Linked DNA regions of Cyprinus carpio: region 2 is linked to region 1. The links are chromatin contacts, called in public Hi-C maps. All regions are on one chromosome and are shown on one strand. Each heading gives the region's core, a stretch centred on a gene start, on an enhancer-like site or on the middle of the called end of the contact. The rest is flanking DNA. Distances are from core to core; before and after follow the strand shown.

Evidence for each region. Hi-C and Micro-C count contacts between places; a contact is called where the count stands out from the background.
Region 2: a Hi-C map of liver shows a contact between it and region 1, with 5 times the contacts expected there. The contact joins the enhancer-like site here to the promoter of LOC109056170 in region 1. A contact is called at or near these places in 7 of 8 Hi-C or Micro-C datasets (liver, red blood cells and skeletal muscle).

Annotation. Positions count from the first base shown.
Region 1 is chrB18:18,537,614-18,541,332 of ASM1834038v1, forward strand. LOC109056170 (zinc finger protein ZFPM1-like) reads left to right here and starts at 1,927. Exons shown (of 9, transcript XM_042744179.1): 1 at 1,927-2,400. The coding sequence starts at 2,361.
Region 2 is chrB18:18,590,848-18,594,566 of ASM1834038v1, forward strand. LOC109056170 (zinc finger protein ZFPM1-like) reads left to right here. Exons shown (of 9, transcript XM_042744179.1): 4 at 3,173-3,306. Among protein-coding and RNA genes, the nearest start is that of LOC109056170, 53 kb to the left of the region's middle. Within about 2 kb of position 1,659, at least 3 of the 8 cell types and tissues checked have an H3K27ac peak or open chromatin away from gene starts, as enhancers often do. A contact at or near this core is called in liver, where this site is marked.

The DNA of each region.
Region 1 (3,719 bases), core at 677-3,176:
GCAACAGTAAAGTTACTCCTTCTTTCTTTGCGTGAACATTTGGGCAGCGTTATGCAAATCTTCCAACATCGTGACGTAGACATGTGGGGGCATGTTTGGTGTTTTAGGACTTTTATTATAAGTATTATTATATAATTTTCTGTAACTTTTATAAAGAATATCTCTTTGGGTTTGATACTTTAGTCTTTGCAACTTTAGGGATCTTATCTATTCACAAACAGCTTGTAACACTCCAAAGAGAAAGGAAAACTTGTTTTATTTAGTAATATTTATTTTTAAAATAATGTCTGCATTATAGGCTTTCCTTTTCTTTTCTTTTCTTTTTCTTTTATTTTACCCACCTTATAAATAAAATTTAGGGTAAGGATGGATTGGACTATGCCCAGCATCCAAAAGACAAATTTATTACTAACCTTTTTTAAAAACACTGGATAAACTTTAAAGGCAGAGTGCGCTCCACATTGTAAACAGGTTTGTAATAAATGCATTTAAAATTCATTATGAGTGCATAATCCTTTTTATTTTAAATGTTGATTTCGTCATGTTTAATCAAGAAATATACGAACAATGTTGCTCCAACATCAAGATTAACAAAGCCAAACACTGATATTGTAAATAATAGTTAATAGTCCACACAAATATTTTGCTCTGAACCTTCTAACAAATCTTAATAAATCATGACGCAACACAAAAAAATATATAGTGTTTTTTTTTTGTATTATTTGTGGTTGCCTTAGAAGTTGAAATGGAACAGTGCACTTGCGGTCTTACGGACCTACAATGGCCGCCGCGTGCACGTGTCCGTTAAGTCCACGAGACCGTAGTAGGGTGTCTCGTTTGTCATTTTAGCATTCATCCCCTTTGAGGCCGTTATGTGCATTCGATCCGGACTCAGAGGAAGACCACAAGGGTTTAGGGTGCCATTTGGGACATGCTGGCCTCTACTGAGAGGCATGAGATAAGGTTTTTCGTTGGTCACTAGATGGAAGCAGTGAGTTTTTGAGGAGGTCACAGTGCCAGCATCTCTGCAAAGAAAACAGTAATAGCATTCTCCCTTTTTTAAGTAACCATATCTTGATTGACAGCTATAATTGTAGTACTTTTGTATTTCAGTAATCACCACCCAACATTTACTTGGAGCTATTGGTCACGCCCTCATTTAACGTAGACAAACACAATAGAATAATATTTATTGAATCCTGCGTGAGATGAACTGCAATGCTGCAGCAGCAAAAAAGAGAGAACAACAATTACCACAGAACAGTGACCACAAAATATTTATTTATAAATTAGTTTTTACATAAAAAGTACAACAAATAACAAATAATAATAAATACCAATTAAATGTAGTATTAATATTGTATAGAATTGTGTATTTTTTTGTATTTTTTTAATATTTTAAATTAATCATTTTATGATAATTATTTATAATAATATAATTATTATTATTCAAACTTTAATAGAATAATATAAAATATTTTATTAGAATGTATTTTATAATAATAATTATCTATCTATCTATCTATCTATCTATCTATCTATCTATCTATCTATCTATCTATCTATCTATCTAATATCTATCTATCTATCTATATTAATTGAATAATAATTCAATAAATAATTCAAAAATATTATTGTATTGATTAAAATGTATTTTATAATATTTATTATTTATAAAAATAAGTACTATTATAAAATATATAACAAAAGTATTATTACTATGCATATATAATCGTTTATATATTATTTATGCAATACAAAATTATAATACTGATTTCATAACGAGTAGTGGTAAATAACCACATTATTTTTTTGAACAGCCCATCATACGCTCATCCTTAAGATTTTTTTTTTTTCATGCAATATACGTGTGCAAGGCACACGTTGCATGCCTTGCACTGATGGAAGTGTGATTTTAGGGGTATCGAGAGCTTGCTGGGAGCGCGAGCGTAGTGGCATCATACGCAAGGGGCGTGACGGAGGCGTGTCATAACATATCAGCGCCACTGTTTCATGTGTTGATCGAGCCCTGCTGAGAACTGCGCTCTTTCTTGCTTCACCGGAGTAGACATAAACAAATCATTAACAGCTAAAGGTGCAGTTTTCTCCAGCAACATATGCGCTGTCAGGGCTAACATCGGCAGAGTTTATTGTGGCTAACGGAGAGGATAGATCGCTCCTCTGGGAAGACGTCGAGAAGTCGGCCACAGGTAGCTGTTTCGGCTCTGAATATTAAAGTACAGGTCATGCGGGTGTCTTCGGAGGGGCAGAGAGCTGTGATCCAGTGCTGCTGTTACTGCTAGTGACCCCGGTGGACTGATCGCTTTTGCCGCAAGCTGAGCAGGAACGACGGAATAAGCATGTCCCGAAGAAAGCAGAGCAAACCCCGGCAGATCAAACGTAAGAGTTTAAAGTTTTACGAGTACCGGTGCTGCTGTCGTAAATGGTGACTCGTTGTAAAAAGTGTGTGATACTATTCATATGACTGGATAGCGTTGTTTTTGTGAGCGCAGCGTTGTCGTGCGTTTAAACAATTTCGTGGAAACTGACAAGATCTTTCTGTTAACACGAGACAAATGGCACGCTCTAGATGTATGAGCGGTCTGTTCAAACAGTTCTCGTGTTTTAATGGTTTTAAGACCGCAGAAAATTAGAAATGGCTACATTTATTTACAACTGGCACCATAGTAACCAACCGCTTTTAGGACGCGCAGCTCATTTTGTAAAAGAGCGCGGCACGTCAACGCTGCTGAACAAACTCGCGCTTCGTTTTTCAAACCCAGCGGCGATAATTGTGTGTAATAAACGCGTTTTGTTTGACTTTTTAATTCGTAAAAGTGTTTTCGTCTGCTCCAACTGAAGTGTAACAGTGGCTTCCTGTTTAATACTGTTGTGGAAACGTCACTGTTCTCTGAAAAAGACGATATGAGTTCAGATAAACAGCGATCCGATCCCAGTCGAGATAAGGATTAAAATTGGATCTTTTATTTGTTTTCTGTCTGTGGCTGCACGGAGGCTGCTGTTGCATTTTCCTCCGGCTTTTCAGTTCTCTTTCCAGAGATGAGACGTCAGATAGCGCGCCCAGCTGATCTCTTCACATGATAGTGGATTACAATTGGATCTTTTTTTCCATCTATCCATTTTAACCCTATAATGTTCAGCCACCATTAGTTGGTCTTAAAATGACATTTTTTTTACGATTGTATTCGAGATAGTATGTTCTGTCATTATTTGCATGCTGCAGACTTGTTTGACTTACTTTCTTCTGTGGCACGCAATAGGAGAAATTTTGAAGAATGTCTTGGTTTCTGTTTTCCATTTAATGACAGTGAATGGTGACCAAAGACGTTAAGCCTTGAAAATTATATATTATAACCTTTTGCTATATTAAGCAAAAGGAGAAACTATGTCTTGTCACTTTCCTGAGAAAAGTAGCAGTGTTTCATTCGCTTGATACAATTCACAAAACCAATCAGAATTATTCGTTCATAACTCAAACTGATTTGGTTCTTGAGTTCAGCTGAACTGGTCGCAGCTGTTAACAGCTCACTGGAGTGAAAGATTATTAGTGAATAACTATCATGTGACTTGGAATATAGTGTGCTAGTCTTATCAGCCACTTTTATTATACTATTGAGATGATCATACCATCCTTTTTGAGACTTGACATCTTCGTTTATCATTAATTGTGATTGGCAAAAAGCAAGCGGGAGATTCTT
Region 2 (3,719 bases), core at 409-2,908, 53 kb after region 1:
ATATAGCACACTGGCTGCTTCAGTGTCTGTGGAGGCAGGCATATTGATAAGGCTTGTGTGGACACTGCCAGTGTGTAGAGCTATTGATAAGAGCTCTGTGGACTCATCGCTATCGATAAGGGTGGCGTACATTTTTGGGAACCGGTCACGCAGAGCTATCGATAAGGTTGATGGGGTTATTGTAGGGGAGTTGCTGTGGCCCAACACAAGGGCAGCGTCATGAGTGTGTCAATGTATTGTGTGGGAAAATGGTAGGGTTTTAAAGATAAGACTTCTTGGTCTTTAGAGAGGAGGTGTTTGGGTTGCTCACGAGGATTATGGTTGTGAATTGTCGAGCAGAAGCCCTGAAAACAGTTTAGCTTGATGGAAAGGTGCATCAGCACTGTGTACTTTAACACTTCCCTCATGTTAAGAATGACCACATTTGGGTCAATTTCATGAAACCTGTTGAGAACGTGTATGTATTTATCTATTGTATTTAACAATAGAATCTTTAAACTATTATTTAATCTTAATATTTAAATCTTAAATATTTTTTTAATTAATTTGAATATTGTAAATGTATTCAGTAAATTCAGTATTTTTAAATATTTTATTTTATACAAAAATCATTAATTCTTAATACTGTAATGTGAAGATAAAGATAAGCATTTATAGGCTCTCGTTCTCTCTCTTCCCCCTTTCTATATTAAATGTATATATTGTATAATATAAATATTATACATTTGATATATTACATTATATATAACATAATGTTAACAGTGATTATTTTTATTTATTATTAGTCTTAATACTTATTAGTATATAGTTGTAATAATAATTAAGGGTTATACATTAGTTCTTTTTATTATTACTATTATTATTTACTATTAATAAAATTATTTTAATAGATAAGTGGCTTATTTTTTACATTTTCCAAAATTTAATTATATAAAACTTCTGTATATAATCTAATGAGAATCAACTTTGAGAGTAAAAATAATTTGCAAAAACAAGAAAAGTCACATCTGGTAATGACAATTTTTTGTAATATATGCTAAATTGTTAGGTCTAATGAGAATCAGCTTTGAGAGTAAAAATAATTTGCGGAATTTTTTAAAAAAATTTTTTTTTTTGTTAACTTGGACTTTTTCATTGAATTTACCAATTCAGAATTTATTAATATATTTATTTTTCCTCTTGAAAAGCTACCCGTTTACTGTCACCATCTGCTGAGCTACTGTATAATAAAAACAGATGGTGTAGGAATTGCATATGTAGGAATTATACCAGTGCTATTTTAGTGTAGTCTATTGGTAATAATGGCTGAATAATGGCTGCAGTAGTGATAAGATATGATCATGTGAGAGGTCAGGGTGGGCACTGATGCTGGGCTTAGATTAGAAGACATATAGTAGATAGCAGTTTTGGGCTGTGGATGTAGAACATTGGACTTTAGACTGCTGACAGAGGCCCAGCCTGTCATTAATAACACCCAAACCCAACCCACCACTGACTGATTTATAACTAATCATTTAATACTACCTTTTAGACAATTGCAGTTATATTTTCTGGCAAGTCTTGCTCAGTGCCATGTGTCTGTCCAGCATCTGTCCCATTCCACCTATATACCCTTCTCTCTCACTCCTGTTGCCCTCTCTCTCTCCCTCACGCCCTCCCCCGATCCGCGTCTTGGCTGTGGGAAAGCCATTTTATCAGCGTCTGTCTGTTGTTCTCTGGTGGGGATAGATACAGAGAAGATAGATGAGTGTTTTGACATGGAGAGTGTTAGACAAACACTCTTATCGGACCCAGCACTTTAGCCCGACCCCCAAAAGCGACACTGGTGGGGGGGCTAAAGGGGTGGGGGGTAGTTAAACAGAGCTACATTGGGACGAAGATGCTGGAACGGACTGGAGCACCACCACAGGTCGACCTCCCCAGCGAAGCTCCTTCTGAAGAAGTTACCAACTGTAGCGAGGACATTTTGAGCTTTTTCAGTAAATGTATCTAAATATGTAAAATTCTAGGTTGAGTGAACGGTTGGCTTTTGTGTCAGCTGCTCCATATCTCTGTTTGTGGAGCCTGTGTTTGTTCCTGTGTCAGGACTGCGTTTGTGACTCACCAAAGCCTTGACTCCCATCACACTGCACTTATCTCTTATAGGAAGTACAGAGGTTCTCTCTGTTTTGGTCCAGTGTCACTGCTCGGTGAGCGCCAAACTCCCCCTAGTGGTACTAGACTTGGTAGTCGATTTTGGAATTGATGCATAATAATGCTAAAGACTGAAATAGATATGGTTTTCTATGGTGTTCAGAGTGGTTTTAGCAAATTACTGTGTGGTTGCTACTTGCTATAGTAGGTTGTTGCATACTGGGTCAAAAAAGCCTCAAAGTAACTATGGTATTCTGGCTCCTAGATAAGGTCTCTTTGTGGGATTTTTTTATTAACTTTTACCATTATTATTACTTTTTTTTTCATATAACTATGTATCAGTCTAATATAGGTGACCCTGGACCACAAAACCAGTCATAAGTAGCATAGTATAGGTCAAAATTATCCATTTCTCTTATATGCCAAAAATCATTAGGATATTAAGTAAAGATCATCTTCCATGAAGATATTTTATAAATTTCCTACCGTAAATTTATCAAAACGTCATTTTTGATAAGTAATATGCATTGCTAAGAACTTAATTTTCTCAATATTTTTTGCACCCTCAGATTCCAGATTTTCAAATAGTTGTATCTCGACCAAATAGTGTCTTAACAAACCATACATCAATGGAAAGCTTATTTATTCATTTTTTTTGCACCCTCAGATTCTCTCTTTTTTTATATTTTTTTTTTTAAGTGTATGTGTTATTATTTTGTATTTTGTTTTGGAGGTGATGCCTGATTTCACTTCTAACATTGAAAACGATTGGTTTTTGGTGTTTTTTAATTTTTTTATTTATTTAGACAAAATTGTATAGACTTATCCATTTATCAGTTATCGGCCATAACATGAAAATAATTATTAGCTTATTGGCTTATCAGCTTGAATTGTAATATTGGAGCTTCCCTACTTAAATATAAACAATAGCTGTCACCTTAGCAAACACCACAGAAAAACAAACTAACACTTCTGCTCTACCTGCTTTTAATTGTTGTTCTGATGTATTTACACTCTTTCTTGCTCTTTGTGTAAACAGATGATCTTATGCTAAGCGGTAGTGCTGATGACTTCAAGGTCCTGGCCCTCAGGGACCTGTCAGGTGACACCATGTGGGGTCCGTTTTCTGGCAGCATCCAATCAGGGGAGACAACAGATGGACCTGCCAATGAGGTAAGAGGGATATTTAGGGGTCAGCGATCTATTTAGATATTTGGTTAAGAGACCTATCTCAGCTCTGTTGTGTTATAGCATTAGTTATAATATCCCTGGTAAAAAAACATGGTGTTATCATATAGGAACTGGGAATATCAATGGACACGTTACCATATACCGTAGTCTTGTGTTGTATTAGAGTTATCAGTCATATGTTGTAGATCTATCTGATCATGTGATGTCAGCTTAGGGAGAGGTTTCCTGGCTCCTGGCATGTTCTCAAACATTTTAAGAGATAACACAGGCCTGTACACACTCTTACACACAGGCAAAGTTCCTCGCTTGGCTGATTTCCATAGAAGATGGATGCATACAAAAATTGCATATGATGTCAGTTTCCGAACTGGTTTGATTCAAGTGTGTTTAGGCAG